Linked DNA regions of Mus musculus: regions 1, 2 and 4 are each linked to region 3. A link is a contact called in public Hi-C, HiChIP or PLAC-seq and promoter capture Hi-C data. All regions are on one chromosome and are shown on one strand. Each heading gives the region's core, a stretch centred on a gene start, on an enhancer-like site or on the middle of the called end of the contact. The rest is flanking DNA. Distances are from core to core; before and after follow the strand shown. Region 1 has its middle 8.5 kb from the start of Gm11468. Region 2 overlaps Zmynd8 (zinc finger, MYND-type containing 8). Region 3 holds the start of Trp53rkb (transformation related protein 53 regulating kinase B). Region 4 has its middle 27 kb from the start of 1810021M19Rik.

What was found. Promoter capture Hi-C pulls out the DNA fragments that hold promoters and counts their contacts. A called contact is a pair of places that touch in the nucleus more often than the background predicts. HiChIP or PLAC-seq counts read pairs in DNA pulled down with a chosen protein or histone mark.
Region 1: an H3K4me3 HiChIP or PLAC-seq map of embryonic stem cells shows a contact between it and region 3, with 7 read pairs. The contact joins the enhancer-like site here to the promoter of Trp53rkb in region 3. A contact is called at or near these places in 4 of 39 promoter capture datasets (the 3T3-L1 cell line, embryonic stem cells, hippocampal neurons and 1 more), 3 of 115 datasets of contacts at active chromatin or transcription factors (bone marrow-derived macrophages and embryonic stem cells) and 1 of 9 other capture datasets (liver).
Region 2: a promoter capture Hi-C map of embryonic stem cells shows a contact between it and region 3, with 2.4 times the contacts expected there. The contact joins the enhancer-like site here to the promoter of Trp53rkb in region 3. A contact is called at or near these places in 7 of 39 promoter capture datasets (the 3T3-L1 cell line, embryonic stem cells, hippocampal neurons and 3 more), 3 of 115 datasets of contacts at active chromatin or transcription factors (embryonic forebrain, embryonic stem cells and large pre-B cells) and 1 of 9 other capture datasets (adipose tissue).
Region 4: a Hi-C map of the G1E-ER4 cell line shows a contact between it and region 3, with 2.3 times the contacts expected there. The contact joins the enhancer-like site here to the promoter of Trp53rkb in region 3. A contact is called at or near these places in 7 of 39 promoter capture datasets (the 3T3-L1 cell line, the SN4741 cell line, cranial neural crest and 3 more), 2 of 484 Hi-C or Micro-C datasets (both in the G1E-ER4 cell line), 6 of 115 datasets of contacts at active chromatin or transcription factors (embryonic forebrain, embryonic hindbrain, large pre-B cells and 3 more) and 1 of 9 other capture datasets (liver).

The regions. Positions count from the first base shown.
Region 1 is chr2:166,261,954-166,268,897 of GRCm38.p6, reverse strand. No RefSeq gene overlaps it. Among named protein-coding and RNA genes, the nearest start is that of Gm11468, 8.5 kb to the left of the region's middle. Within about 2 kb of position 1,742, at least 6 of the 459 cell types and tissues checked have an H3K27ac peak or open chromatin away from gene starts, as enhancers often do. A contact at or near this core is called in embryonic stem cells, where this site is marked.
Region 2 is chr2:165,827,269-165,834,067 of GRCm38.p6, reverse strand. Zmynd8 (zinc finger, MYND-type containing 8) reads left to right here. Exons shown (of 23, transcript NM_001363020.1): 10 at 644-759; 11 at 5,379-5,860. Among named protein-coding and RNA genes, the nearest start is that of Gm11465, 51 kb to the left of the region's middle. Within about 2 kb of position 2,222, at least 49 of the 459 cell types and tissues checked have an H3K27ac peak or open chromatin away from gene starts, as enhancers often do. A contact at or near this core is called in embryonic stem cells, where this site is marked.
Region 3 is chr2:166,790,934-166,797,410 of GRCm38.p6, reverse strand. It overlaps Trp53rkb (transformation related protein 53 regulating kinase B), which reads right to left and starts at 3,644. Exons shown (of 2, transcript NM_023815.4): 1 at 3,343-3,644; 2 at 1-2,029. The coding sequence starts at 3,598. The coding sequence ends at 1,551.
Region 4 is chr2:165,909,330-165,916,188 of GRCm38.p6, reverse strand. No RefSeq gene overlaps it. Among named protein-coding and RNA genes, the nearest start is that of 1810021M19Rik, 27 kb to the right of the region's middle. Within about 2 kb of position 1,773, at least 122 of the 459 cell types and tissues checked have an H3K27ac peak or open chromatin away from gene starts, as enhancers often do. A contact at or near this core is called in the G1E-ER4 cell line and the SN4741 cell line, where this site is marked.

The DNA of each region.
Region 1 (6,944 bases), core at 493-2,992, 530 kb after region 3:
GGATGTTAGAGAAGAAACAAAACGGGGAAACAGCCGAAACGGTGGAAGACAAGATGGCTGCAGAAACGGTAGCTAGAAGAGTTCAGAGAACTGAGGGCTCCTAGCACCCAGGGACTGAAAGTTGTAACACTCACTAAGGTCCCCAGCACCCAGGGCTTGAGCACAACACTGGCCAGTAGTCACTGTCATGAGTCCTGGATCATCGGCCTCTGACATCTAGACCCAGAGTAGAAAGCCTGCAGCTGAGGTTCTGGCCTCTACAACTTGAACTCACAAGCTTTTAGTTCTCAGGATCCCAGCCATAACCTCCCCCCTACCCCCCACACACACACCGCCCATCTTAATCCAGTCATTGGGCCCTTGGTGCCCAGGAGTCTGGAAGCTGCTGTTTGCCTATATTGGAAATTTCAATCTGGGTATAGAAAAGAAACCCCAGCCAGATGGCTGCAAATAAAAACACGGGGCCCTCCAAACCCAAGATGAAAGACTTGAAAGAAACCAACTCAGTATGATCTTGACTTCCCCCTCCGGACCCTGAAGAAATAGATTTCTACTATTTACATCAGCCAGCCTGTGGTGATCTGCTACAGCCGTGGAAAGCTTACGCAGAGCTGGCTTCCTTTTCCCTGGGGTTTTAGTGTCTGGGAGCTACATGGCTTATTTCTCTGCAGCCCATGAGTAAGATGTGCTGTGCTTCTATTTAACCTGAGCTCAGTGTTCGGTCTGAAGCTGGCGACACAGAGCTCCTGTCAAGTGCATTTTCTCCAAAGAGCTTTAAGTGACTTACGAGTTTCCGTTGCATAGAAAGTGAGTGGCCTTCTTAAACGGTGTATATGTGACCACCACCCCCAAGGGTGACCTCAGCCCTTCTTTGAACCCTGCAGAACCTTCCAAGCTTTCTAACTTCCTCCACTCCCCTTAGTTTCCAGTTGCCCAGTCTCCTGCTGCCCCCCTTGCTGATACTCCTAGCCTAGCCTCCTTCACCCTTCTTGTCCTTCTTTCAGTCCTAAGTGTAAGGGCCACAGCAAGTCACATCTGTCTCGGGAGCTCAGCCTCCTGTGATCTTAGGACATTAGCTTGCAGATGCCACTTTTCCAGGCTTCAGTGTTGTAAGGTCATGTGAGCACCCCTAAGCAACTGAGCTCAGCCCAATGAGGTCACTTCTAAGGGAACCTTTGGGGTTCCCATGCAGTACCTAGTGGCTGCATCCATGTAACTCGATACTGGACTCCCAGACAGGTCTCCATCCCTTCCTCTCTGAAATGCTACTGGACACTGGATCAGTGCTTCCTCCTCTGCTGTCCCACTCCAGGGTCAAGGCTTGTACTGGACTCCCTACCTTCTGGGTCACCCTTCATTTCATGGATAGAGTGGTGTCCCCAAAGAACAGCCATGCCACATCCTTTCCTTGCTCGCTGAAGCCTCAGTTTCTGAAGACATTTCCAAATCCTTATGGTCCGTGTTATTAGCCATATGCATGCGCGCACACGCACACACACACACACACACACACACACACACACACACACACACACCACCTTCTCCTGTCACCAGCTCTATCCAGAATGCTCCATTAAGCACGTTGACCGTCTCCTGCTTCCTGAACCTGCAACACCTTTGCCTCATGGACTTGGGCTGCCCCCTGCCTTGTCTTTCTTTCCCAGGCTCCTTCACCTGCTGGGCTCCTCTCTCACTGTAAAATCAGGCTTGACCACACCTCTAGAATCTCACCCAGACCGGCACTGTCTCTACATCCCACACACAGCCCTGAGCTGTTGAGACAGACAACCACACCCTGAGGAGCCATCACCGGACTTTGTTTCCACAAATGAAAGACAACAACAACAAGGTCACTGTCCTGGGACATGGCCTACCCCATGGCAGGTCCCAGCAACTGTTAGACTTATTGGATCATAGAATCTCCCCAGTGGAATCTGGAAACACAGAGGCCCAGCCTCTTAGTCCCCGCACCCCAGCCCCTGATCAGGAATGCTTGACCAAGAAACTGGTTCTGCCCACCCTGTGTCTTCCTATGCCTGTTTCCTTTGCACCAAACTGAAAGTAATTACCAAAGGCAACCATAGCAAATGACGGAACGGGGATCATGCCTGTGTGCCCAGCGAGCAGATTAAGAGCAAAGCCCCGTGTCATCCCAACGCCTGTGAGGCTTGGAAGTGACTTAACCAGCCGAGGCCTTAGGGCCAATGCTATGAGCTCAGGGCTTTCTCGCCTGGCAAGGAACCAGCAGGGGCTGTGCTATGCATCAGCCAGAGAAGACATGCCTCTTACGGGTTGTCATTGGGCATTGGCGTATCTGGAAAGTATTGTTATTGCTGAGAGGAACAGGGAGTTGTCCTACATTGTCAGATCTGCTAAACTGCCCTAGATCTATCCTCTTGAAACTGGAGTGTGGGGACTTGTATCCCAGCTCTAGGGAGGGTAATGGGTCCCTTGAGGACCCCTGTGCCTGATAGGAGCTGATCTGCCTACACAGCTGCTGAAAGCCAGGCCTGTAGGGGTCTCCTCACACACAGAGACAAGGACTGACCAGATGAGCACAAAGGCCACAGGTGTCACAGTTGTCCTGATGGTGATTATGCCCCCTGGGACTGGCTATCACCTGGTGTACTGGGCTCTGGACCATATTTTGAGCCCTCTGACCTTATACTCCTTCTGGGGTCATCTGGAGCCTCTACCTTTTTGCTGTGTTTCAATCCCTCCACTGATGAGCTCCGGGGACCTGCAGTCAGAATGGTGGGGTCACGGGAGAGAGTTGTGACGGCCATGCAAGGCAGTGAGCTCCCAGAGTCCACTGTATATGTGGACTCTGAGTGGTGTGGTGAAGGTGCTTTCATTCCTCATAAAAGTGTGGGTTTTGTCACAGGACAGTGTCACAGGGGCAGTTGCTCTTCTGCCCACTCTCCTTCAGGCCCTTATGTCTGTCTGTCTGTCATTCTAGTCTCTTGTCCTGGTTAGTTTTTATGTCAATTTGACACAAGCTAGAGTCACCTTACAGGAGGGAGATTCTATTAGGAAAATGACTCCATAGGATCTGGCTGTAGGGTGTCCTCTTAGTGATTGATAGGGAAGGGCCAGTCCATTGCGGATAGTACCATTCCTGGGTTGGTAGTCTTGGGTTCAATAAGAAAGCAGGCTGAGCAAGCCACGAGGAGCAAGCCAGTAAGCAGCACCCCTCCATGGCTTCTGCATCGCCTTCTGCCTCCAGGTTCCTGCCCTGCTTGAATTTCTGCCCTCATTGCTTTGTTGATGATCTCTTACATGGAACTGTGAGTGAAATAAGCCCTTTCTTCCCGAGGTTGCTTTGGTCGTGGGGTTTTGTCACAGCAATGTAACCTGAAGGTTCCTCTCGAGCTCTCAAATGCATGCAGCAGCTTTCAGGGCCAGATCAGCACGGCTAATGAGTGCCCTGGGGTGGAACACAGCCCAGCCTGGCTCAGGGACTTTCCTGCCTGGAAGCAATGGGGAAGAAGACCTCTGTTAGCCCAGCTATGAGCTGCTGGGTAACAGATCCAATGTGCTTCCTGCTAAGCATAGAACAAAGAGTTACAAAGCAAAAATGCTCAAAGGGGCTCGCTGTTCCCGGAGCGCTGTGGTTAAGAAGTCAAATGGAGTGTAATGAGGTGGTTCATCTGCACCTCAGTGCCTGGTACCTCTTAGTCCTCACCTGGACGCATCTTTGTTCAATCTGCACCCGCAGGTAGCAGCCAGCTGGAACCTCAGCTCAGGCTGTTGCCAGGACAACCACATGGGGTTTCTTCCTATGGCCTGGGTTGGCCTCCTTACTCCATGAGGGCTTGGGGACTGGGGCCTCTGACATGCCAGCTCGGGCTCCCAAAGCCAGTCTCCAAGGATGAATCAATAGCCTTTTCTGATCTGTCCTCAGACAGTACGGTGATGTCATTGTCACCTCTGTGGTTTCCAGTGAGTCACACACCTGCACGGAGCTAAGAACACACTGACCTACTTCTCAACAGCAGGAACGTTAAGGTCATGGGCCGGTGAGATGACATGTTATTAGAGCCCTGGGTGATGGATGGTCTTAATCGTCGCCTTGACGGGATGAAGAAATGTCCTGGACTGGTTGAGCGCCACACACCTCTGTGTGTCTGAGAGAGAACTGTCGTGTGCAACAGTGACTAGGGTAGAAAGATCCACCCTGAACGTGTGCCATGCCATCCAATGGTCTGGTAGCCTAGATGGAAGGAAGTTGGAAGAAGGTAGTGTGTGTGTGTGTGTGTGTGTGTGTGTGTGTGTGTGTATCCCCTTTTCTGAACATGGGTGTAGCTGTCACCACTGTCTGCTGTCATTGGATGCTGGTTCTTTGGCCTTCATGACAGATTCACTGACCTGCTACTATTATGGCACCCAGTGTCTCTAATTGAACCATTTCAGCATTCTCTGCCTCTCCCAAAGGCTCACAGCCAGTTTTGGACTAGCCTGCCCTATTGTGTAAGGCAGTGCAATAAATTCTCCTTTATAATACATATTCAATTGATTCTGCTTCTCTAGAGAACCCTAATACACCATCTTTGGATGACAGACTGCTACAGCTGGTGCTTACAGAACGAGCCTTTCTCTCGATGAAGCCAGCTTAGAGGGAAGCAGAGGCTGAGACAAAGAGAGACTTAACTACATTGTGTGAATACCTAGACCCGCTCATGCCTGCAGTCAGGTACTTTGGGCTCTGTTCTTGCATGAGCCAATGATCTTCTCTTTTTAATCTCAAGAGCAGAGTTTCTACCATTTGCAACTCCTGACTGGTAGAGAGAGACGAAGCAAGAGGATGCTCCTTAAAACTGGAAGGCTCAAGTGTGAATCTTGGGCCCCCCTCCCTCTTCAAGCTGGTTAGGCTTGGACGTAAGTGTTCTCTGACCTCGCTTGCTGAATCAGCAGAGGCTTCAAAACCAAGTGCAGAGGGAGGCAGAGGTGCTGTGCTTTCAATGTGAGGGAAAAGTTGGATAGTTTGAACTCATGGAAACCCAGAGCTCTCTGTTCATTAAAGACACCATTACAAAAGTAGAAGAGATGGAAACACAAGTCTCAGGTGGGAGAAAGTCACTACTCACCACAACATGGTATTACTTCCCTATCAGAGTGATAAATCACATAACCGAGGCGACATATAGAAGAGGAGTATTGTTGGGGTGTCCAGTTCCAGAGAGAGACAGTCTATGATGCTGGAACAAAGAAATGTTGGCAGGGTCAGGAAGCTAGGGGCTTACACCCTGGACCATAAGCACAAAGCATCAAGAGTGAATTAGAAGTGGCAAGTCTTTAAGCTCCCTAGGACCACCTCAAGTGACACACTTCCTCCAAGAAGGCCATACCACCTAAGCCTCCCCAATCAGCAGCATCCACCAGGGACCAAGCCTTCAAATGCCTGAGGCAGCAGGGGACAACTCCTTCAAGTCACCACAGCACTCTACCCAGTGCAGAGCACGTTTAGGTGAGGGCCCTACCTGACATTCCTTGGGAGCCTTGGTGGACAAGCTTCCGAGAGGGATTCCGACTCACTCGGGGTCTGGGGGGGGGGGGATGGCTCAGTGGTTAGAGCACTTGGTGCTTCTATAGAGGACCCAGACTCGGTTCCCAGCACCCACAGCAGGTGGCTCACCACTGCTTATAACTTCCGTTCCACGGGATCTGATGTCCCATTCTGGCTTCCACAGGCACCTGCATGCAAACTCATGAATGCACATATGCACAAAAATAAAAAATAAAGTAAGACTTATTCTAGAGTCCAAAGAAAATGTTCTTCTCTTTCCTTCCCCGCCACTCCACTGTGTGTGTGTGCGTGCGTGTGCGTGTGCGTGTGTGTGTGTGTGTGTGTGTGTGTGTGTGTGGTGGGATGTGGGGGTCCTTAGGGTAAAGAAAGAAACAAATGAGGAACGTTACTGTTTACAGTGGAGGACATGGGTACCAACAGCCAATTTGTTTCAAATTCAAAAGTGTCTGGAACAACAACAAAATCCTACCAGACCCTGTACCCAGGGCATCTAAATTCCCTGACATCTCCCTCTGAAACTTGTTATCCGGGGCCTGAGGGTGGTGTTCGGGAGTCACTGGTACCCAATATAGAACTTCTAAATGTGACCTTTCTCGTCCACATGGGCATGCCGTTTATGTGGTCCTGTTTTCAAGAGTTTCACTGTAATTCCACTGCCTGGTGGGGTGGTTAGTGGGTGATACTCTGCCAGTTCTCACACTCCTTGCCTGGAAAAGAGGATGAATGAACTCGGAGTCCATGAGAAGAGGTGACTCCACTCACCCCACCCCTGCAAATTCTCCCATCTTGGTTCCAAGCTTGGTTCTGTAAGTCCCAAAGGCTGAATTCCCCTTGGTACCCAGGGACATCAGCAGTCACAGCCGCCACTCTGGAAGCCCCTGGGAGGCAGGCGAGTGGGTATACTTTGCACTCAGGGGTCCTTACTCTTCCTTTGTCACCTCTTAACTAAGGACAGAACTCGTGTGAGTGTCAGCAAGTGCTCTCCCACTTGGGTACGAGCCATATTTCCAAGCCTCTTTAGCTTTTCCTTTTGAGGCAGGGTCTAAATTCCCCAGGAACTTGGCCTTGCACCTGACCTGTGGTCCTGACTGTCCTGAGTTTGAGGTGTGCCACCTCAGCCTCTGAGAAGGCTCAGGGGGTTCAAGTCTGTTGCACCACACCCAGCTAACTTGGGGCTGCTTCCTCGAATCCTCGACTTCTGGTGGCTCATGCTGCCTTTGCATCCTTGGGGGTATCCAGTGACATCTTAACACACCCATGTCAGCCTGTGCTTCGGAGGAAGGTCGATGTGGATCCTCAGAGGATGTGCTGGGGTGAAAGCTGAGCGCTGACTTCCCTCCCTCATCCACAGCTGTTTCCTGTCACGGGTCACAGCCCTTGGAGGCCACTGCTGAATGCCCAAATGTCTTTTTCTAAT
Region 2 (6,799 bases), core at 973-3,472, 960 kb after region 3:
ACATTTTGTACAAACTTAGCACAGAGTAGGTGGTGACTGTTTCTGCGGTGCCTAAGGAGGTGGACTTTTTGGGTCAGCCAGGACCCAAGCCTTATTCACTCTTTTAGCTTTCAGCTTCGCGCAGGCGCTGTTCAGGCTACACGCCTGCCGGGGGTCCCCTTGCTTGCCTGGCTCATGTCCTATTTTGCTTTCTAATTACTGTGATAAACACCCAGGCCTGCAGCAGCTTGGGGAGGCATGGGTAAATTTCATCTTCTAGCTTATATAGTCCTTTATCCAGGGAACTTAAGACAGGACCTGGAGGAGATCGGCTCACTCCGCCTTGCTTCTCAGGGCCTGCATAGCTTGCTTTGTAAATACACCCAGGACCACCTGCCCAGCAGCGGCTTGGACCCGCCCACAACAGATGTCAATCAAGGAAACGCCCTCCAGCTCTGTCTACAGGCCTGTCCGACGGAGGCTGTTTCTTACTTGAGGTTCCCTCTTCCCAGATGACTCTGCTTGTGCCAGGTTGACGGAAGCCTAATTAATCAGCACAGGGCTGTGCCCTCCCTGCCTCCCTGCGTTCAGGTTACCTTTCAGACTTGAATGTGTGTCTTGCTGCCAAATATAACGCCAACCCTGCCTTTTGTTGTTCTTCTAGAGCAATCCGCACCCTTTGGTCTGGGCAAAACTGAAAGGATTTCCATTCTGGCCAGCGAAAGCTCTGAGGGACAAAGACGGGCAGGTTGACGCCCGTTTCTTTGGACAACATGACAGGTGGGAGCTTAAAACAGGCTGTGCGTGGAACTTTGGAGAATGCCATCACAGAGTGAAGGTGGCGGAGGGGTACTGTGTTGTTCTTAAAAGCGAACTCTACCTTTATTTATTTATTTATTATATGTAAGTACGCTGTAGCTGTCTTCAGCCACTCCAGAAGAGAGCATCAGGTTTCATTACGGGTGGTGGTGAGCCACCATGTGGTCGCTGGGATTTGAACTCAGGACCTTTGGAAGAGCAGTCAGCGCTCTTAACCACTGAGCCATCTCACCAGCCCGAACTCTACCTTTTATCACTAGTGACTACGGCTATTGTTTTTATATATTGTCTTAGCAGCCTGTGACCTTGTTATTGCAAAATGTTTTCTGGTTGTCTGCCAAGCTTGGTGAGGGGGGGCTTCGTCCAGGTGTTTTGGAGGGTTAGCTTCAGGCGTGTTGGGAAAGAACCTCGCCTCCCTGGTTCTCTTGGTTGGATCTGGCTTCAGAAGGAGTTCCGTGGCTCTGTGGCCTGCTGTTTGATGTAGACTTATTTATCCCTTCTGTCTTCCTGGAGTAAATGAACACCTCTGTGCAAACCGCTTTTAAAAGTAATGCTTTCAGGACCCTGAGGTCGTTTCCCAGTTTGCCACTAAACGAAGCTCCTAGCATAAGATGGAGTACCTCCCCTCCTCATCCGCCTTCCTGTGTATCTAAACTGGGAAGTGACAGAGGGGATGATGTTTTGACAGACTCAAACCCTCCCTCCCAGCCTCCCCAGCCTCCCCTTTCCTTCCTGCACAGGCTGAGTGGAGTTATGGAGTCGCTCCAGTAGCTCCCTTTGCTTGGCGCCCCGTCTGCCTGTGAACACCAGGTAGTCAGAGACACCACTTACCATGCAAATTCCCTCGGGATTAAATGAAGCAAAGGTTCCTTGGGAGTATGGCCCCACCCCCGCATCTTGAGAAGATGTAGGAATGCAGTAGGGGTTAAACTCATGTGCCGCACAGAAAATAGATTTTTTTTTTGTGATAATCGGCATCTGAATTAGCATGCTCACTCTGTCACGTGCTTGGCTGATGAATCAAAGCAAAAAAGAAATGAAAAATCTCAATATTAGAGAGATTGAGTTTCTTACAGAAATTCCAGTGGTTCCCCCTGTCAGGAGAATAGGTGAGTTCTTGAGGTAATACTGGCTTTGGCGGGGTGCAGCACAGTTTAATTTTCCCACCACCACTCCCCCGTCTGTGGGGGGAGGGGCTCATGTAGCTTCAACTGGTCTCAACTTGTTTTATGTTGGACTCCTGATCTTCTTTGCCCACATCCTGAGTGCAGAAATTCCAGGCGTACACCTAGACACCTGGTAGTGTGTTGTTGGGGATGGATCCCAGGCTTCCTGTAGGCTAGGCAAGCCCTCTCCCCACCCTGTCCTGGTAGAATTCATCCCGAATGTCAGCATTCCTTCAGTTAAAGGAATGTGCTCCCTCGGGCTCTCTCCCATGGTGCATTGCTTCAGCACGCAGGCAGACACTTGTCCAAGCTAGGCTCCCTGTCTCCCATCTGTAGGAAATGCTTGGTATGAAGGCCCTGGTGGACCTGGCTAGATGGGCAGCGCCCAGTGAAGGGCTGTGTCTGGAGCCTGGGCTGTAATTAGTGGTTTGAACTGGGTGCTCTGGGGAGAGGCAAGTAAGAATTTGCTTTCTGTTTTTAGAGCAGGAGGAGCTGGCGGCTGGCTGTGCCTTAGCCGGCTCCTCGAAGAGCATTTGAGGTGTTCGCCATCTTAATGGGTTAAGACTCTCCTGTGCTAATCTGGTGGGTTGCTTTTAGGCACGGTGGCCCCACTGTGGTTGTGTGAACAGTACCTTAATGCCAACACTTTGGAGGCCTAAGGTATCCCCATCTGAAGGAACTGGGGTGCACACTCTTCCCAGGAGAATTCTTGGTTCTGGGTGAGCCCCCATCTCTCCCCAGACAGGGTTTTTTTTTGTTGTTGTTGTTGTTTGTGATAGCCTTGGTTATGGTAGACTTATGTTTGTTTGCTTGGTTGTTTGGGACAGGATCTCTCTGTGTGGCCCTGGCTAATCTGTGGAATTCCTATATAGACCAGCCTGGCCTCAAACACTCAGAAATTCGCCTGCCTCTGCCCCACCCCCTGTGCTGGACCAAGGGTGTGCGCCACCACACCTGTCCCTAGACAGTCTTAGTCACTCCAGGCGGCCTCATCTGCAGCCTCCTTCGCAGAGATGTGAGGAAAAACGGTGATATGGGGACCCGAGAGTGCCCGACAATAGACTCTTCGATTGGGGGCCCCAAAGTGAGGCGGGTCAGGCTAAGTGACAGCCCAGAGCCCTCTACTGGGAGGTCAAGGTGATCGGTCTGAGTTTGAACCCATAGGGCCTCCAGCAGCGGTCATGGGAGGCTCTGTAGGCTCCCCCTTCAAAGAATTGCCGCTTGGTTTTAGATCTATGTGCCGTGATCTAAAAATATAGGAACTCTTATGCCGAATGAGTGCAAGGCTTAAGGAAAATACCTGGGGTTACAGTCACTTTGTCACCCTTTGTGAAGTGCCTGCTTTTAATGTCAGTCTAACTGATGAGAAAACTGGGCCCAGAGTACAATGGCTTGCCCAAGGTCCCTCTGGGAAAGAGCCTGGCCCCGAGGCTGCTGGGGCTCCTCCCTCAGGCTTTCTGTGTGAATAAATTCTCATTTCTTTTTAAGGACAAAGAGCTTATTCTTGTCTAGGCCCCTTAGGTGACTTGGGAACCTGGGGGGTGGCTGGACAGTTATGACCTTGAAACCATACCAGTGTAGAGTGGGACAAGGAATTTGGGCCTGTGGCCCCTGGCTGAGGGGAGGGTCCTGGTGTTGACTCACAATTGTGGCATTTGCTGTCTTGGTGTTCTCCTAGGTAGGAAATGTCCCCGGGCTGGGGACCCTAGTGATTCTGACCTCTCCCTTCCCTAGCCTGGAGCCCTGTCTCTTGTAGGTATTTTGTTTCTGTTCAACCTCGGTAGGGTCCACCTGACTGGATCTAACGGTCTTCAGGTCCCAGCAGAGAGGTATCCCTAGCACACACAGGGAGGGGGACCGCTCTCCAAGGCCAGCTGCGTGCTTGGGGGTTCTCACGTGCAGCCAGGCTGTGTGCCGAGCTTTGCCTCTTCATTTCTTCCTCAGATGTAGGGGTTCAATGCTAGCTGTTGACATGGTGTAAAATGTTGTAGACGCCGGGTGGTGGCGGCGCACACCTTTAATCCCAGCACTTGGGAGGCAGAGGCAGGTGGATTTCTGAGTTTGAGGCCAGCCTGGTTTATAAAGTGAGTTCCAGGACAGCCAGGGCTACACAGAGAAACCCTGTCTTGAAAAAACCAAAAAACCAAACAAACAAACAAAAAAACAAACAGAAAAAAAAAATGCTGTAGAAGTATCCCTCTGTTCTCTTCAAAGGTCAGGAAGGCTGGGCAGGGCTGGATCCAGTGTTGTAAGTGGGCACTTCAGACATAGCTGCATAGATGGTTCTCTTCTCGGAGCAAGAATCTTCTCTCCCCTGGCTCCCACCACATCCCATGGCTTTATGGAAGGCTTCTGTTGGAGGTCCAGGAAACCCTTAAAGGTCTCCACAGGAAAGTTACAAACTAGGTTGAGGCTGTAGAGGCTGGAGTGCACAATTGGCGAGGTGTTCTGCTGTCCGTTCTCCGCAGGAGTGGTGGTTGGGCTGTTCTCAGACCTTCCCGAGGTCCTGGGGGAAAGTACCAAGTTTCTTTTGGTTTCTGGGTCCTCTGCAAAATGTCCTGGCGGTTGATGGAGGAGGTCCCTGAGGTAGCAAGCTCTGTGGAGAGTGTCCACCCCACAGCCAAAAGCTACTTAGCAGCAAGTGTTCGTTCTGGGTGGTTCTCTTCCCAAGTGTTACACGGGTGTGGCTAGGCAGTGAGGAGGCTGACACGGAAGCATCCTGAGTTGCAAGCTAACCTAGACAACATAGTGAAATTTGTGTCTCCAGTAAAACTGAAAGGTACACCTGCGTGTGCAGCCCAGGAAGATCCAGGAAACGGGACCCTCTTTAGACGTGTCTGTGGAGGACTCTGTTTTCCTTCCCTGGAAACAGCAGCAAACCAAAGGGATTATGGGATTACCTTTCGTATTTATTTGTGTATTTATTTATGTATGTATGTATGTATGTATTTATTTAGGTTTTTTAATACTCATTTTGTTATTCATCCGTGTGTGTGCATGGGAGTGCCACCGCGCATGTGTAGAGGCCAAAGGACAACCTGAGGGAGGTGGCTCTCCCCACCCGGGCTTTGCAGGAGCGGGTCGTCAGGCTTGGCAGCTGCAGCTCCACCCGCTGAGCCATCCATTTTATTTCTAAGCGATTAAGATGGCTGAGTGTGCGGAACCCTTTCACGTCTCTGGCTAAGTTTTGTTGTTAGTTCGAGTTCTATCCTTAATACCTCTGTGAAGTGGATCATTCATTAACCATTCAAAACAAGTCAATTATTTAAAAAGGAGGCCCCATATTTAAGAATCTTGGCAGGCGCCTGCCAGGCTAATTTGGTTTGCATTAAGAAAATTAAAAAAAAAAAAGTAAACTACCTTGGAAATGGCTGAAGCTGACTCAGAGTCTCTCTCTCTCTTTTGCCATCCTAGAGCCTGGGTTCCAGTCAATAATTGCTACCTCATGTCTAAAGAAATCCCCTTTTCTGTGAAAAAGACTAAAAGTATCTTCAACAGCGCCATGCAAGAGATGGAAGTTTACGTGGAGAACATACGGAGGAAGTTTGGGGTTTTTAATTACTCCCCGTTCAGGACGCCCTACACGCCCAACAACCAGTACCAAATGCTGCTGGATCCCAGCAACCCCAGCGCGGGCACAGCCAAGACAGACAAACAGGAGAAGGTGAAGCTTAATTTTGACATGACAGCGTCCCCCAAGATCCTTCTGAGCAAGCCCCTTCTGAGCGGGGGTGCCGGCCGCAGGATCTCCCTGTCCGACATGCCTCGCTCCCCCACCAGTACGAACTCTTCCGTGCACACGGGCTCCGATGTGGAGCAGGACCCCGAGAAGAAGGCCCCGTCCAGCCACTTCAGCGCAAGCGAGGAGTCCATGGACTTCCTTGATAAGAGCACAGGTCAGCCCCAGTTGGGAGAGTTGGGTAGGAGGCCACTTGGTGCATTCTGGCGTCCCTGGATGCCTCCCTCATAGGTGCGAGCCGGCAGGCACCACCAGATCCCACAGATGAGGGAGATAGTCCCCAAGGAAGGCCAGGTGGGGCCATTCTTAGAAGCGGATGGCAATGGCCGGCCACAAACCCTGCAGGGCTCGAGGCCACTGTCAGAGCCTCATGGCTGTTCGCAGCAGTGCCCTTGACTCTTTTCTTCTCATCACGGTGTAGTTGAAAGCTTAGTTTTTTTTTTTTTTTTTTTTTTTTTAAAGATTTATTTATTATTATATGTAAGTACACTGTAGCTGTCTTCAGACACACCAGAAGAGGGAGTCAGATCTTGTTACGGATGGTTGTGAGCCACCATGTGGTTGCTGGGATTTGAACTCTGGACCTTCGGAAGAGCAGTCGGGTGCTCTTACCCACTGAGCCATCTCACCAGCCCCCGAAAGCTTAGTTTTTGATACCTTTGTGTTAGGGTTGACTTAGACGTGAGGAGACTGAGGTGAAAATTGATCCCCCTTGCCTCCTTCAGGGCTGGCTTTTCCAGCTATGTGTCGTAGTTTGGAGACAACAACTGGTCTCTAATTGCAGGACTCCCCATCAGTTGATGTGGCTTTGGGGACATATTTAATGTCTTTATGCCTTAGCCTTCCCACCTCTACCATGGCGACCGTAACTGGCTACGCCGAGCCTCCCCTATGTGTAAGCTCTGTTGAGAGCACAAGGAGTCAGGACCCACAGTAGGACAGGAGCACTGGGGCAGTGTTGACCATGGAATTCTTTTTCCTGGTGATCTCTAAAGTGCTGGCTGCGAGGATCTGAGAAGAGATGCAATGGAGGGGTGACTTAAGGAATGTTCTTGGCAGGAAGATCCTCCCATCTCCCTCTTCCACGGGCTGGGCT
Region 3 (6,477 bases), core at 2,395-4,894:
TTCATCTCTGCCACACAAGTCTGTAGGAAGCCTTGCTGGCCTGATCCCCAGTCCCCACACTCCCATGCAGAACTGTCTCCTGCTCTCTAACAACCTTCTTGACACCTGTCCTGGCTTTTTAATCCCCCTCAGAACCTCAAAAAAGCCTGAAGGAAGACTGTTTCCTGCATCTCAGACTGGGGTATCGTCCACCTCCCTCCCTCCCTCTCCATAGACTGTAGTCCTTGAAGATGTTCCTGTGTTGGCTTTCCCACTTCATGGTATCCTGGGGGAAAACACACCCATAAGCTGTATTTTTGTAGCCCTCAACTCTGTTAAAGTAATTTTCCACTTTAAAATGTAGGGATATTATTATTGGCTAAAATGTCTAGACAGGCTGAAGAGACGGCTCAGGGGCTAAGAGCACTGGCTGCTCTTCAAGAGGTCCTGAGTTCAATTCCTAGAAACTACATGGTGGCTCACAACCACCCGTAATGGGATCTGATTCCCTTCCCTGGCATGCAGGTATACACGCAGAAATAGTACTCACATACATAAAATAAATAAATCGGGAAAAAAAAAAAACAGAAAAAGCATATGTGCTGCCTTTCCACAGGACCAGAGTGTTTCTCAGCACCTACACGGGACAGCTCACATCTGATTGTAACGTAGGCTACAGGGGTTCTGGTGCCCTCTTAAGACACCTGCATATACACATGTAAAAATAAATATTAAAAGATGTCTTAGCTAAGCAGTAGTGACATACACCTTTAATCCCAGCACTCAGGAGGCAGAGGAGGTGGCTCTGAGTTTAAGGCCAGCCTGAGCTTACAGAGTGAGTTTCTGGGACAGCCAGAGCTACACAGAGAAACCCTGTCTTGAAAAACAAAACAAAACAAAAATTTAGGAAGCTGAAGAGATGGCTCAGCAGTTAACAATGCATGCTGCTCTGGCAAATGGCAGGACATGTACACCAGGCACTAATGTAGCCTCTGTAACCCTGCTTCAATCAGACTTAGCCCAACCCCCGCCAGCTACCACCCCACGTCCTAGCTCCATTCCGCCCATTAACATAAAAATAGTTTTGTGAGCCAGTGAGATGGCTCGCCGGATACAGGATTTTATGGCCAAGCCTAATCACCTGAACTCAATCCCTGAAATCCATATGGCAGATTCTACAACACAGATCCAGAGAGCTAACTCTCAAAAGTTCTTCTCTGACCTCCATGGACACATTTGCACACACACAAAATAAATATAAGAAGATATAAAAACAAATAGAGTCATAGTTGTTTTGTTTCTGACAGAATCAGTGCAAAGTCAGGTATGGTGGCTTATAACCTCTTCCAAGCAAGCTGAGGTAGGATGTTGCCATAAATTCAAGGCTAGCCTGGGCTACCTACCCAGTTCTGCCCAGAATAAACCTCATGTACATGAAGCCCCTGAGAACAGTGAGCCATGGATGGTGGTGGCCCAGCACGATCACAGACCACTTAACAACCCATGCTTTGCTGAGGGGTCCAGCCTCGTCTACATCATCCTTCACCGTGAGCCAGTTCACCACAGCTCCACTACCCGACCATGGACCGCTTTCGCCCTCTCAGGCGCACCTCATCTAACTTCTTCAGCACTGGACTGGACTTCTTGGACGAGGCCCCGTAACTCTTCAGAAAGGCTTCAAACGCGGTCTCGGTGTGGGGGTGCGTGCTGAGGAAGGCCTTCTCCAGGACATAGAGGTCGACGCCTTTATCTTCCGGCAGTCCTGAGACAAAGCTCAGCCCAAAGTCGATGAGCACGATGTGCAGCTGCGCCAGGGGCCGCCTCAGGAGCATGTTGGAGGTGGTGAGGTCCCCGTGAATGAGGTCTTGGTCGTGCATTCCGGCCAGAACCTGCCCCATCCTCCTGGCCAGGTCCAAGAGGCACTGGGGGTCCTTTTCAGTCTCCATAGTGGATTGGATATAATCCCGAACAGTCACCGAGTCTTCGATTTCTTCCATATATAAGCAGTTAGACGCATAGTCCACAAAGAAGACGACTGGGGCAGCTATCCCTGCAATGGACACACGTGGTTAGGGAGCGCATCTTCATGAAGGCCGGCTTCATGCACAGGCAGACAGTTTCTCAGCCTAAACCTGCTTTGGAACAGGGTTTAGACTACTGTGGAAAATGATACAATTTATCCAGAGCTTGCCCTGTTAAAGCCCTGCAGGACTACGGCCTGAGACCAGGCCAGGGTAAGTCTGGAAGTATCAAGGCTTGCTCCTCCTTTCTCAAGCCACCTGAGGACTGGAATTCATTGCTGCTCCCTAAAAACAAACAAAACAAGAAGCCAGAAGGAAAGCATCCTGCAGTCTGAGCAGTTTCTACCTGACAGTCACCAGGCAAGTGGCTAAGCAGGGTGTCACCTTACAGGCTCATCTGTGTTCTGGAACAGGCAGGTTCAAATCCCTTATTAGGCGTGAAACCTCAAGGTTCCCTTAGCTACTCTATGCCTCGGTCTCCACAACTGTAAAGTGGTAACAAAACCTCCAGTTAACGCCAGGAGTCTCTCCTGAATGTCAACCAGGTTCAGAACAGTTTCCTAGAAACTGGGGTACCAAGGTAGCCCCCACCCCTGTCTGGTAAAACTTACAAAAGGTAAAGGAGAATATATGAACACTTCTTTATAATTCCATTGCCCCTCTAGGGCAGAAAAGCACAGGCCTGTTCACTGCTGCGTTTCCCAGTCTCCTGGCACCTATCAACCACTAAGGAGAAAAGAACAGAGGTGTAAAAGCAGAGGCCACAGTTCTGGGCCACCAAGTCAGGCGGCCTGGTGGCTGTGAAACTTCTGGCCCTTTCCCCGTTTGTGTCTCAGTTTCTCAAGAGGACAAAACTTTTCCGTGGGGCTAGCAAATGGGTGTTAAAAATAGATGGGAGTTGTGCTAATCAGATCTCTGAGTTATAGATCTGCCTGGTCTACATAGTGAGATTCACGAAAGCCACAGCTACAATGAGACCCCCGTCTGGAAAAAAACAAAACCAAACAAACAAAACACGATTTCATGAAGTCTGACATTTATTGGATGTCATGCCAACATACACGTTTGTATAGGCCACTCACAACATCCCCGAGATGCGAACTCGACTATGACTTCCGATTAGAACTCGGGAAATTTAGGCAAGGCAACTCACAGAAGGGTATAATCTGAATTCAGAAAGCTAGCTCCAGACGCGCGCCTGGCAGGACAGATGCTTAAAACTACCCAGGGCGTTGTTATTTGGTCCGGACCCCCGGAACTCGGAGCCCGGTCTCTCCCGTCCCACCGGTCTCCCGCAGCCCTGTCTGTCCCGTCTCCCGGAGCCCCGTCCGGCCCCCCTCACCCGCACGGCGGCAGCGGAGCAGCGCGCGCGCCTCCTGCACCGTCCGCCGACGGCCGAGCCGCGCCTCCAGCTCCGGGTGCCGGTAACTCTTCGGGAAGCGGTGCTTCACCACGGCCGCGCGGCCCTGGAAGCGGCCACGGAAAACGCGCGCCTCGGCGCCCTGCTGCACCAGCTCTAGGCCGCTCAGGAAGAGGCGGCTCCGCTCGCGCGCCGCGGCCAGCGCCTCGGCCTCCGCCTCCGAGGACACACCAGCCATGCCTCCGACTCCTTCCGACCCTGACCGCGCCGCTTCCGCTCGCTTCGGAAATCCTCCGGCCTCTTCCGCCATGAACACCGCTCCCACAACACACTTCACCCTGCTAGTGTGGTTCCGCCTCGCGACCTTTCCGCGCTCAGCGGAGCCTCTCGGACCTGTAGACTTGGCCCTTCCCTGTAGACTTGGTTCCTGTCTGTATCCGTGTGCGCTCGGCAACTTTTAGTCAACAGCTTCTCTCTCTCTCTCTCTCTAGCTCTCTCAGGAAACTCGTTGGCGATGCTGTTGGGGATACTCTGCTCCTTTCTACTAGCATAGAAAAATCCTTTACTTTTTAAAGACCGGATCTCACTGTGTATCTCAGGTTAGCTTTGAACTTGTGATCCTCACACATTAACCGATGGAAACGTACTATGTAATCCAAGAGGGAAGGACAGACAGACTAGGCAAAGCTTTCTACCTGGTGATGCCAACCGATGTCAGCAGCCCACACCATCCCTTTGAGTTCCGGTTTCCTATTCTTCAGAATGAGGCTGCCTGGTTCTTCTGGGGTTGGGGCTTATCAGAATTTAACAAGAGCCTGATTACAAGATGCCGGTGGACAGAGGCCCTCTTCGCATGACTTCTGTGTAGGATAAAGGGCCAAAGAAAAAACACCTTGACCTTAACTAGACCTCAAGCCTAAAACCAGGGCCAAGAACAGAAATGCATCAATCACTGAATTGGCCCCAGAAACCCACCAATTCCTGAGCTGTTCCAAGCTCAGGAGTTGAAATCCCAGCAATCCTCACCCTGGAAATCTTTACCGGGAAAGCTCCCGCCATTCCCAAGAAACTCCATATAAACCCTGTCTGCTGCTCAGTTCGCTGCTGCTTCCGGCTTGAGCAGAGGCAGCCACCCTCCCAATAAATCTCTTGTGTGAGGTTTGTTGTGCAGTGTAACTTTGTGGTATTCCTTGACTCCCGATAGCCAGGATACCTCTCAGAGTAGCTTTGCTGAGGAACAGCTGTAACTTGGACTGGGGAAAACTTCCCAGACAGCAGCCGCCACAGCAGAGCTGTAACACTTCTATAGGGGAAGCCTTTCCCTTTAGAGCTGCAACACTCACACTCTGCCCTTCTTATTCCTGGAACAGAAGAGAAGCCCTTGGATCCCGGGTTGCTATGGCACCAGCATCTTGGCTCTGTGGTCCCTGGGTTTCGTTCATATTCATGACAGGTTCCTTTTCATCATCAGACCCTTTGTGTGGCAGGATGTGTTCTCCAGCAAAACACACCCAGAACCCGTTCCGTTTACATCCCCCAGTGCTCAAGTCTGTAGCTTCATTATCATAATTGTTTGTGTCCACACAGCCGTCTCTATGGTAACCAAACCCATCTGAACCCTTGCCTTAGAAATCTACTGTGCAAAGGTGCTGACCAGAGCCAGGCTTGCTAAGTCAGGCTGAGTTTAGCTCTGTAAACCTGGTTCAAACCTTTCAGTGACTCTGTACTGTGCTAAGAATTCAGACCTAAAACTTCATCAGCCCATATGGCCCTGCAGGGACCTCCTGCAACTCTTATAGATCCTTCTCTCACCAAACTATCTCCTATTCTCTGCAGAGCTGGGACAGAATGTTTGAGTATTGGATTCAGTATAATGAGAGAGCTGGGCCAAGGTCCTAGTACAGTGATGAACAGGGTGGGCATTTTGTACTATTCACAACTGCGGCGGCGGCAGCATATGGCATACTAAAACCAGGAGAATTATGTGAGACACAGCTCCATGGAAGCCCATGGAACGCCATCTTAATTTATAACCCAATGCTTCTCAAGTTCTTCCTCTTTGCCAGCTCTCACCCCAACAGGCTTTACCTTCTCAGGAGCTGGCACTTGCTGTCTGCTGCCCAGCAGGGGGCGACTCTCCTGCATCATTAGGTGCTGTGCTGGCCATTGGTAGATTTTGTGGCCCTCTTTTTGTGGTGCCTATTTGTTATGCAGCAACTTTGTGACAGAAGCTGACTATTACAAACAAGTACAGAGAAAGACATGTACCTAAATATTTGTACACATACAAACAGAAATATATACACAAACACACAAACAAATGCAAATACACAAGCACAAATAAATACACAAACACATAAGTAAATGCAAATAGCACATAAAACAGTCATATATATATACACGTGACAGTCACGGTTACACAGAAAAAAAAACTTGTCTCAAACCCCCCCAAAACAAAAATTAAAATTAACAAACAACAACAAAAAACCCAACCAAAACCCTGTCTCAAAAAAGGAAAAAAAAATCACATAACATACATAAACAAGGCACACAAAATCATTTATGGATACATAAATACACACAAATACACACAAACACACATAAATACAAAATACAAATACACACAAACACACATAAATGTCAGAGAGAAGCTAAAAACTAGCAGGTGATCTTCTGAGATGGTTCTGCCATGGACTATCAAAGTTAATGACAGATCTGCTTTTCTAGGTAAGCCAAGAAGATTACACTTTAGGAAAGATTTCTGCTGTTAATATGCGTTTCCTGTTATTATTAAATTTATATAACAATCACTACACATTAGCTCACCCTTTTGAGCAGATCTCTGCAGAACAACAATGCACGGTCTTGTAGTGATGTTATATAGACACATAGATGACTTCTTAATTCTTAATGATGATCCTGAAAGAATTCCTAAAATTATATCAGTGATTATTAACATCTTTTACAATAGGACTGCTATTAAGTTCTCTCTGATAATCAAAACTTCAATGAGAACTCTACCAGTCTTGAGTTAATTGCTTCTGAGATAGCAAACACTCATCTACAACTCAGAGCACATTCTAAGAGGTTGTAAAACAATTAACCAAAGGTCATAAA
Region 4 (6,859 bases), core at 524-3,023, 880 kb after region 3:
CTCAGACTTGGCAGCAGGCACTTTCAAACATTGAATTGTCTCACCTGATGTAGTAAAATCTTTTCAATTGACAATAGGACAATTGCTTCCCGAATCTGAAAAACTTGATCCCACTTCACCATCAAGAACTGGCTTAGCAGGGCTGGTGAGATGGCTCAGTGGGTAAGGGCACCCGACTGCTCTTCCGAAGGTCCGAAGTTCAAATCCCAGCAACCACATGGTGGCTCACAACCACCCATAATGAGATCTGGTGCCCTCTTCTGGTGTATCTGAAGACAACTACAGTGTACTTACATATAATAAATAAATAAATCTTTAAAAAAAAAAAAAAAAAAAAAAAAAGAACTGGCTCAGCAGTTAAACGTTCTTGTTCTTGCATAGGTAGGGTTCAATTCCCAGCAGGCAAATGGTGGCTCACGGCTATCCATAATTCTCCTGCTATGAGATTCAGAGCCCCTTTCTCACTTCCTTGGGCACCAGGCACATATGTAGTACATGGTAAGCACACACATAGGCAAAACATTCACATACATTATAAATAATAATTTTTTTAAAAAGAGCCTACTCAGAGTCTTCCCACAGGAGAGACATGGACCTCCAGCCCCAAAAGATTTGCTTTCCTCCTCTCCCCCACTTCTCTCTCTCTCTCTCTCTCTCTCTCTGTTTTGGTTTTTCAAAACAGGGTTTCTCTGTGTAGCCCTGGCTGTCCTGGAACTCACTCTGTAGACCAGGCTGGTCTCGAACTCAGAAATCTTCCTGCCTCTGCCTCCCGAGTGCTGGGATTAAAAACGTGCATCACCACACCCGGCTCCCCCCACTTCTCTCTTACTGGTCTTTTTAGACAGGGACTTGCTATGTAGCCCAGGCTAGCCTTAGACTCTGAAGTCCTTCTGTCTTAGTCTCCTGAGTGTTGGGATCACAGGTGTTAAGTAGCGTGACTGGTGAATTTTCTTCTCCTTGTGTTTTTGGTTTTTTGTTTTTGTTTTTGTTTTGTTTTGTTTTGTTTGAGACAGGGGTTCCTTATGTAGCCCTGGCTGTTCTGGAACTTACTCTGTAGACCAGGCTGACCTTGAACTCATAGAGATCCACCTGCCTCCCAAGTGCTGGGATTAAAGGCATGCATGCACCACCACAGCCTGGCCCAGGTTTTCTTCTCCTTTTAAATGTGTAGGGAAAGTTTTTATCTCACCATCTTCCGAGCCAAAAATCCAAGATCAGGCGGATGGACATCGGTTCCATTTCTGGAGCCTGGTGGCAAATGGCATCACGGCAGGAGTATGTTCATAAGGGATAATGTGAGAGGCAGGAAGCCAGGGGGTCCAAAGTGGGGAGTCTGTTTTGTTTATTTCTATGTACCCAGGAGCGGGTCTAGCACCCAGCATACCTTAGGCTCACAAAGAACATTTGCACAATGAACTGGTTAAGAAGGCCCAGCTTTCAAAGCAGCAACAGCGTTTAGGAGACTTCTAAACCTGTCAGAACACCTGGAGAGCTTTGGGCCAGACTTCCCCAGCAAACTCCTAAGGAAGGTCGAAAGTGAGAGCCCGGTCAGCCTAGCCTTTCTCGTCCTCGACCCTGAAGTCCCCAAGGCCTGTCCACACCCTTCCTCTGCATTCCACAGCTCTGTGGTTCCCGCCTCCTTTCAACACCCTGCGTTCTGTCCGAGGATGGAATGGGCTGAATAATATTTTCCATGTTCTCAATGAGACACAAGAATGGGCATGACTCAGGCAAGACCCAGCCAGACCTGTCAGGAGCAGAACGCTGATCGGCCACCAGGGGGTGCCATGGGTCCGTAGTCCCTGCTTTCTGGTCTGAGGCGAGTTGGTTGATCCTGGCTGGATACTTTCAACATTTGGGGCCCAGAAGGAAATACATTGCACAGGCTCCCTTTTACTTATAGAAGATCAACGATGAAACCTAAATTCTGGCTACTTTGCCTATATGATTCACTCAGCCCTCGGAACCTGTGTTATCCATTATTAGTAGTAAGTGATATAAGTAACAACTCCATTGGATCACTGGATTGTTGTTGAGTATGTAATCAAGCAGAAACTTGCAGGAAGCAAGGGCTGATCATATCAGGGGCTTTTGATTGCTACAGTAATTAACTTGGAGCAGTGGCACTCAGCTAAGTCCCAGCAGAGCTTGCTGGAAAGAAACTTTCAACTATACCCTAGGCATCCAGACACACCATGCATCAAAGCCAAGACTTAGCCCGTGCTAGGCAAGTGTTCTACAGCCGAATCCAGCCCAGCCCCACCCCAGCCCCCCACTCCCCACCCACCCACTCTTTTTTTTGAGACAGGGCCTCTCTACATAGTCCTGGCTGACCTGGTAAGTTCTATATAGAATACTTACTATATAGAACAGATTGGCCTTGAACTCACAGAGTTCTATCTGCCTCTCTCTGCCTCCTGGGTGCTGGGGTTAAAGATATACGCTACCACACTTGGCTTTTTTATTTTTTACATTTATCTATCTATCTATCTATCTATCTATCTATCTATCTATCTATCTATCTATCTATCTATCTATCTATCTATCTAGTGTTTGTGTGTGTACATGTGTCGTGTCCCATAGCTAGTGTCAGAGGACAATTTGCTGGAGTTGGCTCTCCTCTCTTTCCACCATGTAGGTCTCCGGTATAGCATTCAGGTCGTCAGATGTGGAGGCAAATGACTTCACCCAATGACCATGCAGCCCAGATGTTTGGGCTTTCTTCTCACAGTAGATGAGTTTACAGGCCTGGGCCACCAGTCCTGCCTTGGTCTTAGTGTCCTTTGTTTTATGTGTGTATATACTTGATGTGTGTGCACACACACGTGGAGGTCAGAGGTCAGCATCCAGCGTCTTCCTGAATTGCTCACATCCCCCTTTTATTTGTTTAGTGTGTTTATGTACAGGGATGGGGACATGCGCATGCTACGGGTGTGCACGTGGAGGTCACAGGACGGCCCTCAGAGCCAGTTCTTACCAGCCACTGGGAGCAAGGTCAGCTAAGACACAGTCACAGCCAGTGGGCAAGTTTGCAGGGCAACCTCTGTAGAGACACTGAGATTACAGACACATGTACTACTGCATTTAACTGCGATTCTGACCTCAGATCATCAGCCTTGCCCAGCCTCACCCACTAAGCCATTGCCCTGGCCTGACCTCTTGTGTTTTAAGAGTCTCTCACGGAACCTAAGACTCCCAATGCGGAGCCTCATGCTTGCACAGCAAGCCTCATACTGACCACTCCATCTCTTCGTACCTTTTCGTTTGTTTGTTTTTGTTTGCTTGTTTGTTTTGTTTTGTTTTGGTGGGGCAGGGTTTTGCTATGTAGCCCAGGCTGGTCTAGAACCTGTGTTATGTCAGCTGGACCGACCTCTGACCTGGCCCCACTCCTCTCTTAGCCTTCTGCATCTCATGTTTCAAGACTGCCCTTCTTTTGACTGAGAAACCTGAGGGAAAGGCTGGGGCACCCTTTTTCTCAGGAAGGTGCAACAAGCCTTTTACTTGACTCAGACAGGAGTGTGAATCTGCCTAGAGTGGGGTGCAGCGGTTCCACTGCAGGGGCCCCTAAAAGTGACTCCCCACAATGAGGCAAGTGAGCTTAAAGAGCCATTTCATTTCGTTTCTTTCTTCCTTTCTCTCTTTTTCTTTTTCTTTTCCTTTTTCTTTTTCTCTTTCTTTTTCTCTTTCTTTCTTTCTTTCTTTCCTTTCTTCCTTTCCTTTCTTCCTTTCCTTTCTTCCTTTCCTTTCTTCCTTTCCTTTCTTCCTTTCCTTTCTTCCTTTCCTTTCTTTCCTTTCTTTCCTTTCTTTCCTTTCTTTCCTTTCTTTCCTTTCTTTCCTTTCTTTCCTTTCTTTCCTTTCTTTCCTTTCCTTTCTTCCTTTCCTTTCTTCCTTTCCTTTCTTCCTTTCCTTTCTTCCTTTCCTTTCTTTCTTTCTTTCCTTTCTTTCTTTCTTTCTTTCTTTCTTTCTTTCTTTCTTTCTTTCTTTCTTTCTTTCTTTCTTTGGTTTTTCGAGACAGGGTTTCTCTATATAGCCCTGGCTGTCCTGGAACTCACTCTATAGACCAGGCTGGCCTCGAACTCAGAAATCCGCCTGCCTCTGCCTCCCAAGTGCTGGGATTAAAGGCGTGCACCACTACTGCCCGGCTCGTTCGTTCATTCGTTTTCTCTCTCTCTCTCTTTCTCTCTCTCTCTCTTTCTTTCTCTTTGGGTGTGTTTTGTCTGCATGTATGTCAGGGCATCACATGATTTCCTAGTACTTGTGGAGGTCAGCAGAGGGTGTAGTATACCCTGAAACATGAGTTATGGATGGCTGTGAGCCTCAGGTGCTCAGGTAGGTGCTGGGATCTGAACCCAGGTCCTCTGCAAGAACAGTGCTCCCCCCCTCCCCCCAAGACAGGGTTTCTCTGTGTAGCTTAGAGATCCACCTGCCTGTCTGCCTTTACCTCCTGAGTGCTGGGATTAAAGGCATGGGCTACCATGTCTGGCAATGCTGAGCCAACTCTCCAATCCAATACTGAGCCTCATGACTTGAAGGACATTGGGAGAAGTACAGAAGAGCTGGTGGGTTCTGTCCTCTCCTCGGCGTCTGACTTTGAGGCAGGTCTGTTGCAGGATATCTGATCATACTGTGAACCTCAGGATTGTGTTACTTACTGAAAATACCTGTTTCTACTTACTTGTGGTGTGGCTCAGTCCTTAGCACGTGCCTTTAACCCCAAACAATGAAGGTAGCGTTAGTTTGTAGAAGGAAGCACCCGTGTTTGAAAGTGATATCTTATTGAGAGCCAGACAAGGTGGTAGGATAGGATCTGCCCAACTCTGATGAGAAGAGAGGAAAGAGAGGCTACTGAAGAGAGAGCAGGCAGAGAAAGAAAAAAAAAAGAGGCAGTTTTACTAGGACAGTTATATAGAGAGGAGACAAGCTAGACACAGGTGACAACAGAATGGGCCAACAGAACCATTCAGGAGAGGCTGAGAGAGAACCCAGATTGAAACAGTCATCTTGAAGAGGAGTTTGAGCCAGAACAGCTGAGTTGAACCAGTCAGCCAGAGCTCAGAAAGAACTAGAAAGGGTGCGCTTACTCAGCAGCAAGTCTCAGAGGCTGAAAGCATTCTAGGCCTGGATTAGATTGTATGGAGGCCAGCAGCTTCCAGGACTAGGCCTAGGTTAGCAAGCTGAGGCAGTAAACCCTCTGAGACATCAATTACCTCAGGAGAATAAAAGTTACTATAACATAGGTCATGGAAGAAGTCTCTGGCCCAAGAACTCATTCAGGAGGCCCTGCCCTATACACGGAAAGCCATGTTCCTATGAATGCATTGCTCAAAGGGGCCAGAGGAAGGCACCAGATCTCTCTCTCTCTCTCTCTCTCTCTCTCTCTCTCACACACACACACACACACACACACACACACACACACACACACAGGGAACCGAAGTTACAGGCTCTTATAAATCTCTCAAAGTGGTTGCGGAGAGCCAGTCTCCAGTCCTCTACAAGAGCTGAGCTACTGTGTCAGGTCAATAGTAATAATAATAATAATAATAGGGGGCTGGTGAGATGGCTCAGTGGGTAAGAGCACCCGACTGCTCTTCTGAAGGTCCAGAGTTCAAATCCCAGCAACCACATGGTGGCTCACAACCATCCGTAACAAGATCTGACTCCCTCTTCTGGAGTGTCTGAAGACAGCTACAGTGTACTTACATATAATAATAAATAAATCTTAAAAAAAAATAATAATAACCAAAAGCCTCCTGCAGTGGTTTCTCTGTGTACCCCTAGCTGTCCCAGAGTATATTCTGTAGACTAAGGTGGCCTGGAACTCAGAGATCCACATGCCTCTGCCTCCTAAGTGCTGAGACTAAAGGCCTTTGCCACCACCACCCAGCTTGTTTATTGTGAATTTCTCAAACAGGTCTCATGGAACCCAGACTGACCGCCTAGTCACGATGTATCAAGTATGGAATTCATCTCTTGATCCCTCCTCCCAGGTACAGGTGGGCATACACACACACACACACACACACACACACACGCCTGCAGTGAGTGATTTGTGTTTAATATGAGTACAAAAGAAATCCACCCATATGCTCTTTTTACTATATCTGGCAGTAGACTCATCCTAATGAAATAAAAGTGAAATTGCTATTTAAAGAGAGAGGGGAGCAGGGAGAGGCCAGCTCAGCTTTAGACTGCCCAGAATTGTCACCAGAAAAACCTGTTATTCAAGCAGAAACATCTGCTGGCATAGCCAGTGTCACCCCAGCTGTGAACCAGACTGTAAACACCTGTCCTCACCAGACTTAGGACTTTAAGTGGGTAGCTATCAAACCAGTCTGTCCAGGTAGGGAACTGGTTGGAGTTGGCAGACAGCTTTAAGACACAATAGCTTTGGCTGGGTAGACACAAAAAGACAACAGTCTTTTTTTTTTTTTTTTTTTTTTGGTTTTTTTTTTTTTTTTGGTTTTTTGGTTTTTTGGGTTTTTTGAGACAGGGTTTCTCTGTGTAGCCCTAGTTGTCCTGGAACTCACTCTGTAGACCAGGCTGGCCTCAAACTCAGAAATTCGCCTGCCTCTGCCTCCTGAATGCTGGGATTAAAGGCATAGGCCACCACGCCTGGCAAGGCAACGGTCTTAAAGTGAATCTTTCTTAACCGTATTTGGGACTGAACCCAGGGCTGATGCTTTTGAGGCAGAATGGTCTACCACCTAGCTAGCTTCTCAACCCCTGAGAGGAGACCTTTTTCTTTCTTTTTTTTTTTTTTTTTAATTTTATTTATTTCTTTATTACGTGTAAAGTACACTGTAGCTGTCTTCAGACACTCCAGAAGAGAGAATCAGATCTCGTTACGGATGGTTGT